Linked DNA regions of Mus musculus: all the other regions are linked to region 2. Evidence: chromatin contacts called from public Hi-C and promoter capture Hi-C data. All regions are on one chromosome and are shown on one strand. The core of a region is the stretch at or near the end of the contact, and the rest is flanking DNA. Distances in the headings are between cores, read along the strand shown. Region 1 holds the start of Coil (coilin). Region 2 holds the start of Supt4a (SPT4A, DSIF elongation factor subunit). Region 3 holds the start of Scpep1 (serine carboxypeptidase 1).

Region 1 (2,700 bases), core at 28-2,527, 1.2 Mb before region 2:
GACAACGATTAAATTCTCCTTCTTGTTGTTTTGAGACAGGTTTCTCTACCCAGCCCTCACGAGGGTGGCTTCAAATTCAGAGATCTGCCTGCCTCTGCCTTCTGAGAGTTAGGATACAAGGTGTACGCCACCTCCACTCGGGCCTCTCTCTCTCTCTCTCTCTCTCTCTCTCTCTGTCTCACATTTGTTTCTTTTGTTTTCCAAGACAGGGTTTCTCTGTGTAGCCCTGGCTGTCCTGGAACTCACTCTGCAGACTAGGCTGACCTCAAACTCAGAAATCCACCTGCCTCTGCCTCCCGACTACTGAGAGTAAAGGCGAGCGCCACCACGCCCAGCCTGATTTTACCTTTTTTCTTTTTTAAACAGCTCTCACATATGCCAGGCTGACCTATGTAGCCAAGGATACTTTGAACTCCTGATCCTCCTGTCTGTCTTCACCTCCTCAGTGCAGGGATTCCTGGTTAGCCAGCTGGGAATCAAATCTAGGGCTTTGAGATGCAAGCAGTCAAGCTACTGAAACACACAGCCTTCTGTGTGACACGTGAAACGCATTCCGATACCAATTGGATGGGACCCAATGACACCTGAATGAGACACAGAAATCCACCAGAAGTGGACACTGCCAAGGCGCTAAGGTGGGCCATTCCATACATTACTCAGAAAACATCTCTGCTTCCTGCCTGCAAGTGCAGCCCAGAGAAGGCGGGTCTGTGGCATATTTGCGCCATGCACACTGCACACAGAGCCTGGCAGAGTGAGTACTGGCCCTGCTCTTGAGCACCGGAGCTGCTCCAAGTTTAGTCCCCCTGAAATGAGAAGCGTCCCGGGGAACCCGGGGAAGGATGCTCCATCCTGGGCTGGACCACTCAGGATCTCGCGAACCTGCCTTTCCGCAGCTGGCTAGCTCGCTACCCGGATCCTGCATCCTGCGGTCCAGCAAGCGCCCCCCACCCGCACCCGCACCCCGAGCCGCGCGCCCCCACCCCCACCCCCGCGCGCTCCCGCGCACCTGAGGCTGTCGTTGTCTCTCACCAGGCGCGCGCTCTCGGCAGGGGGCAGCAGCCCCCCTTCCAGATAGAGGCCCAGGAGCGCCCCGGAACTGAAGCCGAAGCGCTGGCGGATGAGACTGATGAGATCCGTGACAACTCGACATCTGTTCAGGTCCACCAGAAGCCAGAAGACCGTGCAGTGTGGAGTGGCCGGCGGCGGGTAGTCAAATTGAAGCCGTAGCCTAACCGTCTCGGAGGCTGCCATCTTGCTCATGCTCGACGGAAGCCGAGAGGTTCCAAGGGCTTTCGCAGCGGCGTGGTCCGGCGGCCCGCCCCCAGCAGCAGCTAGCGTGCGCCGCCTGGGGGCGCAAGTAGGTCTGTAAGGCTCCCCTCGCGAGCTCCCCATTCTTTCTCAGGGCTGAACATACATGCAAGTTGACTGTCAGGATAGCTGCTACGATATCGGTTCGTGTAATTAAACAGAAACAAACCAAAAATCTATAAAATTAATAAGCAGCAAGCCTGACTCGAACCCCTGTAATAGGTTTTTACTTTTCTACCAAAAAGGTCAGGAAAGCACCAAATTGTGGTGCGTGTCCAAGCAGAAAATGAGACATTCTCGTGATGCGAGACTTAAAGTTCTCATAAGACTGTTTAAAACTCACACACACACGTCCTTGGGGGCCTCAGGGAGTTCAGTGTGTCCTCTGTCCCTGACCAGATCAAGTGCTTTCCTCATCTTGAGGCAGAACAGTATTCTGAAAGTGTTGACGGTCCAGAGAGTCAGAAAGCTAAATAAATAGGAAGATTTTCTTTAAAAGATTTATTTATTATATATAAGTTACACTGTAGTTGTCTTCAGACACTCCAGGTGGTGCCTAGGTACCCAGAGAAGACACTCAGGAACCACACCATTCACTCCAGAGCCTGCTGTTCCCGACCAGTCCTGCCTGTAGCAGGCCCTATCATCCCAGAGGGAATCATCCCCTACGGACGCCCTGTTCTAGCTTTGTTCCTTTCTCCTCAGGGATGGCTGCTGCTGGCTGCTGGCTGCTGGCCACCTCCAGTCGAGAGGTAGAATACAGTATGACGCGAGAGCAGTATTTGTGCTTTTAGGGTTATTTAATATTTATTTTAAAAGACAGCCAATTTATTTATTTATTTTCAACTAGAGAATGGGTCTCTAGGTCTCTAGGAATTGGCTGTGGGGCCCTCACTGCACATCTTGTTCCTTAGCACTGTTTCCAGAATCCTTCCTCACGTCTGGAAGAGGTGGAGGAAAAGATTAGGGGTGGATCTCCAGGCCTTCAAAGACATCTCCTGTTCTGAAGGCCAGGCCCACTGTGGCTGGGGTCTCTGGCCTTGCTACCTGAAAAGTGAAGCCACATTCCCTCAGAGTTTTCATCTCATCAAGGAGCTGGTTGTCCTTGAACAGCAGCTGCTCCTCAGGAGGCCTCTTCATGATGCCCTCAATGATGCGCTTGAGCTCCCACACCGTGCTTGACTCCTTGGCATCAGTGAAGATGGTGGTCTTCTTGTGTCGGATCACAAGAAACACAAACAACCCTGTGTCTGCTTGTGACTCCATGCACCTCACTGGACCTGAGAAGTGTCAACAACAGACTTTAAGTCTTTTCATTGCTCTGGGGCTGAGTTTCTCTGACCCTGACAGGAAAGGCTGGTTTCAATTGGATATCTGCACCTGCAGGAG
Region 2 (2,700 bases), core at 60-2,559:
TTTGTGAGCCTAGAGGCTGCCTGGGGCTGAGAAAAGAGAAAAACAAACCTGGGTATGCCCCATAGTTAAAACATTCCTGGGAACATCTTGACCATAAGATAAAGGGGAATGTGAGGACATAACAGGGCTATCTGAACTGAGTCAACTACTCACAGAACTCTGACACCCTGCACGTACATGTAATCTTTCTGTTAATGTTTGAATAAGCCAATAGTGTGTCGCTATGCTCAATTCCACACCCCTAAGCCCCTTACCCCATAAAACCCCCAAGCTTTCGAGCCTCGTGGCCGGCATCCGTTATCTCCTGTGTGGGATACATGTCGGTCCGGAGCTCCGTAATTAAACGTCCTCATGTAATTACAGCAAGATGGGTCCTCGTGTTTCTTTGGGTGCTCTCACACTCCTGAGACTAGAGCGGGGGTCCCCGAAAGGGGGTCTTACACTACAAAAGTTTACAGCTACTGGGCTGGACACATAGACTAGCTCTCAGAACTGCTGAGACCAGCTAGTCTTATGACCTCAAAAATCTATCCCATATTAACTTTCTGGGTGCAGAAGTAAACAAAGGCGCGTGAAAGGGGCTTACCCATCAAATGAAGAGCTGGTGCAGTCATAAACCATCTCTCTGTTGCCCTTCATTTGTAGGTATGCATCGCAATTGTCACACCCATCATATTCGAACTGGTCTATAGTCTGGAAAGAAAAAAAAAAAGCAAGTATGAGCATGAACAACGCCTTAATATTTCAACAAAGCCAACCTCTTCGTTTTCTATACAACCCAACACCCTCTCCTCTCCAAACTGTTCCTAAACTCCACCCTCATACCTTTTTGCTCGCGTCCCTAATTCAGCTTACATATTTTCTAGCCTCTTTGGGGTCAGGTACCCTCTCCTGCTACTCTCTCGGCTGCTCTGGCTCCTAGTGTCTTTCCAGTCCACCACAGCAAGTTCACCGAACGTCTGTCGGGGAGACAAACTTGTGCTCAGTTATGCCGAGAACTGCAACGCAGCCCCCAGTAGGCACAGCCACCCGGCTCGCGTTCCGTGGACGGAAACAACGGCTCCCTTAGGCTTTCGGGCTTCCCACTCCCCGAATCTCAGAGCCTTCCTTTCCTGTGTCTGGCCCCATTTCACCCTCTTTCTCCCGTTTCGCCTCCCCGATCGCTCCTACAACCAAGGCCCCAACGGACACCTTGACTAACGAGCACAGCAAACAAGCCCGCAGATGCCGCAGGTCCTTTGGTACCGTCTCCAGGGCCATCCTCACCGATACGACAACACAGGTTCCTCCAGCCGCAGGAAGTAAACAGACCATTACCCAGAATGCCAGACGCGTCGGGCACGCAGCTTCCGCTTCCGGTGCCGGCCATCGCAGGCCCCGCCCCTCCCTCCCCGTGGAGAAGATGGTTCCTCCCGCGGGAGCGCTGGGCGGGGCCGCCCGGTCACCTGGGCCGCGCGCGCGCCCGTCACCTGGTTCGCGAGAGCGAGCGGAAGACGGCGCGCGCGCTGGGAGCTGATGCGCCCGTAGGGGCGGGGCAGCTGGGGGAGGTTGGAGCATGCGCAGGAAGCGTGGAGCGGGGCGACTGGCGGGACTGCGCCTCGCGACGCGGGCCTTTTGATGGAGCCCAAAATGCTCTGGCCTGAGTGCTCTTCAGACTCCCGAGGAAAACCTAGATTGTTTTGTCTGCTTGTTTTATTTTGTTTGCTCATTTATTGAGACAATGCTAATTCCTAAGTTGGCCTCTGAGTACGGGACGGTGATCTTGAACTCCTGATCTTCCTGCCTTCACTTTCGGAGTTCTGGGATTATGGGCGCGCACCACCACGCCCGGGTATTTGACTTTTTGACACAAGCCCCTCGTCTCAGTGTCCGGAATGCTCAGAATACAAGCCCGCCGCTTCGCGCTAGGTTGTTTTAAGGCTCGAGGCAATGAGTCTTGCCTTTCTGGACGCCTGCAGAGACAAAAACCCGACGAGGCCCCACCCCTTCTTGTAACTGGGAGAGCGTGATAGGGTTTCGTTTGCGGTCCCCAGGAATGCTAGCTTGAGCCGTGCCGACGGGGAAAGGGGAGGCGTGTTGGATAGAGGGAAACGCGTATTTAATTCCTCCTAAAAGCCTCTCGATTGCGCGCCTGGCTCATAATTTACGCTTTGTAAAACTCTCGGCACATTTAGACATAATTCCATGGGAACATCTGTGGATTAGGTATCTCACTTCTCATACTCTAACCCCACCCCAGCTGCCAATGTGCTTACTGTGTAGGACACAAAATTCCTCCTTGTCTCCTTAAATGGCACCGAGATAATATCCTGAGCAAACCATACAGAAATACGAGGTCTGGTGCGGTGTGAACAGAGCAAAGGCTCTTGGAATGTAGGCAAAAGCCTGGTCATTTGTGTTTATCTGAATTGGAGCGCTGGGATATAAATAGTTGCAATCCCGCTGTTCTGTCCTTCCAGCCCTTCTCATTGAAACTGAGGGACAGCAAGACTGATTCTAGGCTTTATCCCAAACTGCATCCACATGGGGTTCAGTGACTGGGTTTTAGATACTTTCTAGCACCGGGAAATCTCTTTTCAGTTTGGAATACATTTTCACTGTGCTATCTCATGTAAGCCTTCTATCATCTCTGAAGGAGGATCATTTTATTTATGGTAAAAGGCAGGTATCCTGCTGAGGAGCTGGCTCAGGACCCACCAC
Region 3 (2,700 bases), core at 133-2,632, 1.2 Mb before region 2:
CCAGGTAGCTCTTGCTGTTGCTTGGCTCTGTGAGGTGACTCAGTACCCCTAAAATATTCCGTAAAATAAAAATTTATCTTCAGACAGACATATCATACACACACACCTCTGCAGTCCATGTTTTCTTCAAATTCCTCTCCACAAGCCCTTGATACCTTCTTTTAAATAACTGCTTTGAAGATAGTATATCACACACAGTGATGTTGACCATGCTATCAAGAGAGAAAAAGTCCACTTTTTTTTTGCTGTGTTTAAAATACATAACCAAAAGTTATAGGATCTATATAGTAATTTTTTATGAATTACTAGTATATTAATGACACATGTGATTTGATAATAATATTTTCGATTCACTTTATCTATGTGAGCGTTTTGCCTGCAGGCTTATATATGCATCATATGTATGCTTGAGGAAGTGCCAGATCCCCTGGATCATGAGATGTGGAGTTCTGAATCTGTACGCCACCATGTGGGTCTTGGGAACCAAACTTGGGTCCTTTGGAAGAGCAACAATGCCCTTAACCCCTGAGCCACCACTTCAAAGTAATGGGTTTCTGAAAATAGAATCTAGACTCTTTCTTTCTCTCTTCTTTTCTTTCTTTCTTTCTTTCTTTCTTTCTCTCTCTCTCTCTCTCTCTCTCTCTCTCTCTCTCTCTTTTTCTTTCTTTCTTTCTGTTTTTTTTTTTTTTTTTTTTTTTTTTTTTTTTTGAGACAGGGTTTCTCTGTGTAGCCCTGGCTGTCCTTGAACTCACTCTGTAAACCAGGCTGGCTTGGAACTCAGAAATCCACCTGACTTTGCCTCCCAAGAGCTGAAATTAAAGGTGTGCGCCACCACTGCCCAGCTCTAGTCTTAAAAGACCTGCTGGTTCGTGCTTTAATCTGACTTCATCTTTTCAGATGCAATTTTTTAAAATTCTAGGCCTGAGACTATGGAGATGGCTCAGTAATTTAAGAGCACTTGTTGGTTTTCCAGAGGACTCAAATTCAGTTCCCAGCATCTGCACCGGCCACTCAAAAAGCCCTGTAACCCTAGCTCCAGAGAAACCCACTCCTTCTGCATAAACCCACACATGTGGCATATACATTCATACACACATATGCACATAAAATAATAAAAACAAGTCTTAAAAGATAAAACATAAGCCTTTTGTCGGAGAAGACAAACACGGGCCGGGCTGAGGGGATGGTGGTTATCCAGTTGTAGTTTTCTCAATTCTTCCCTACTTAGTAACCAAGGTCAGATGACATATTAACTGCCTCCTTTGTAGCACCTCCCTCGAGAGCCCTTTGTAGGAGGTCCTGGGTGGGTCCGACCGGCAGAGGGAGCGCGGAATCCTTAGGAGTGTCAGGGCCCACTTAGGCTCCGCCCCTGACTCCGCCCAGTCCCCGCGCAAGCCGTCACGCGATGGCCTTTGGCTCCTGCCTGTTGCTGATGTTGCGGCGGGGTTTTCATCATGGAGCTCTCGCGGCGGATCTGTCTCGTGCGACTGTGGCTGCTGCTCCTATCGTTCTTACTGGGCTTCAGCGCGGGTAGGTTCGTGAGAAAGACGCACCAACGGTGGGTGCCTCCTTCTCGAATTTGTTGATGCGTTCGCGTTTTTCTTTTTCTTTTTTTTAAAACACATTTCTTTCTCCCGCTTCTTCCCTTGAGAAATTTATATTGTTTCTGAACCTCTTAATTTTTATTTGTGTCTTAATTCAAAGTGCCTTTTCCTGCCCCTTCCTGATGCAGGGTGATTCCTGGAGATGGAAGTGTTTGTACAGAAACGTATGGTTTCAGGAAATTGCTGATGAGTGAGACTTCACGGTCTAAAGGCCACCTCCCCTTTCTCCTGTGGTTAGCTGCCTAGTGACGTTTTAGGGTCATTTGATTGAGCTGAGATTGGAGGCCAAAGAGACCTCTACAAATCCTTGCTTTGAAACAAAGCCTGCCACCTCTGCTGGTTTAGAAGAGACAAAATATCAGCTGACTGCTCTGGCCTATTTTTGGGCAAAAAAGAATTTTGTTTTGTGGAATGACTTGCAAATTGGCACATTTTCTTTCTTTCTTTTCTTCTCGTTTTTTTCCTTTTTTTCTTTTTGTTTGTTTTTCCAGACAGGTTTTTTTCTGTGTAGCCTTGGCTGTCCTGGAACTCTCTCCATAGACTAGGCTGGCCTCGGACTCTTACCTACCAAGTGTCTGGATTAACTCTCACTTTATTAAAGGAAAAAAATATATTTTGTCTTGCCTCCATGTCTGTCTGTGTACTACTTGTATGCCTGGTGCTCTGAGAAGTCAGAAGAGGGCTTTGGATCTCAGGAAAGCGAAGGTACAGAAGTTGTGAGCTGCCATGTGAATTCTGGGAATTAAACCCAGGTCCTCTGGAAGAGCAAGACAGTGAGAAAGTGATCTTACCAGCTGAGCCATCTTTCCAGCCTTTTAATTTAATTTCTTTCTTTCTTTCTTTCTTTTTTAATTTGTTTTGTGAGTGTCAAAGGGTGTGTGTGTGTGTGTGTAGTCAGAGGACAACACGGAGAAGTCAGTTTTTCTATGATGTAGCTCCCTGTGACTGAACTAAGGGTGCCAGGCTTGGTGGCCACTGTCTTTTATCTCCTGAGTCATCTCACCACCCCTGATTTTCAGTCTTTTTTTTTTTTTCAAAGATTTATTTATTTTATGTATATGAGTACACTGTAGCTGTGCAGATAGTTGTGAGCCAT

The links. Promoter capture Hi-C pulls out the DNA fragments that hold promoters and counts their contacts. Hi-C and Micro-C count contacts between places; a contact is called where the count stands out from the background.
Region 1: a contact with region 2 is called in a promoter capture Hi-C map of liver, with 2.6 times the contacts expected there. The contact joins the promoter of Coil here to the promoter of Supt4a in region 2. A contact is called at or near these places in 3 of 39 promoter capture datasets (hippocampal neurons and liver) and 1 of 115 datasets of contacts at active chromatin or transcription factors (T-cell acute lymphoblastic leukemia).
Region 3: a contact with region 2 is called in a Hi-C map of muscle stem cells, with 4 times the contacts expected there. The contact joins the promoter of Scpep1 here to the promoter of Supt4a in region 2. A contact is called at or near these places in 1 of 484 Hi-C or Micro-C datasets (muscle stem cells) and 1 of 115 datasets of contacts at active chromatin or transcription factors (T-cell acute lymphoblastic leukemia).

What each region holds. Positions count from the first base shown.
Region 1 is chr11:88,972,512-88,975,211 of GRCm38.p6, reverse strand. Coil (coilin) reads right to left here and starts at 1,277. Exons shown (of 7, transcript NM_016706.2): 1 at 1,010-1,277. The coding sequence starts at 1,263. It also overlaps the pseudogene 2210409E12Rik.
Region 2 is chr11:87,736,160-87,738,859 of GRCm38.p6, reverse strand. Supt4a (SPT4A, DSIF elongation factor subunit) reads right to left here and starts at 1,309. Exons shown (of 5, transcript NM_009296.2): 1 at 1,192-1,309; 2 at 587-693. The coding sequence starts at 1,260.
Region 3 is chr11:88,954,124-88,956,823 of GRCm38.p6, reverse strand. It overlaps Scpep1 (serine carboxypeptidase 1), which reads left to right and starts at 1,382. Exons shown (of 13, transcript NM_029023.3): 1 at 1,382-1,530. The coding sequence starts at 1,455.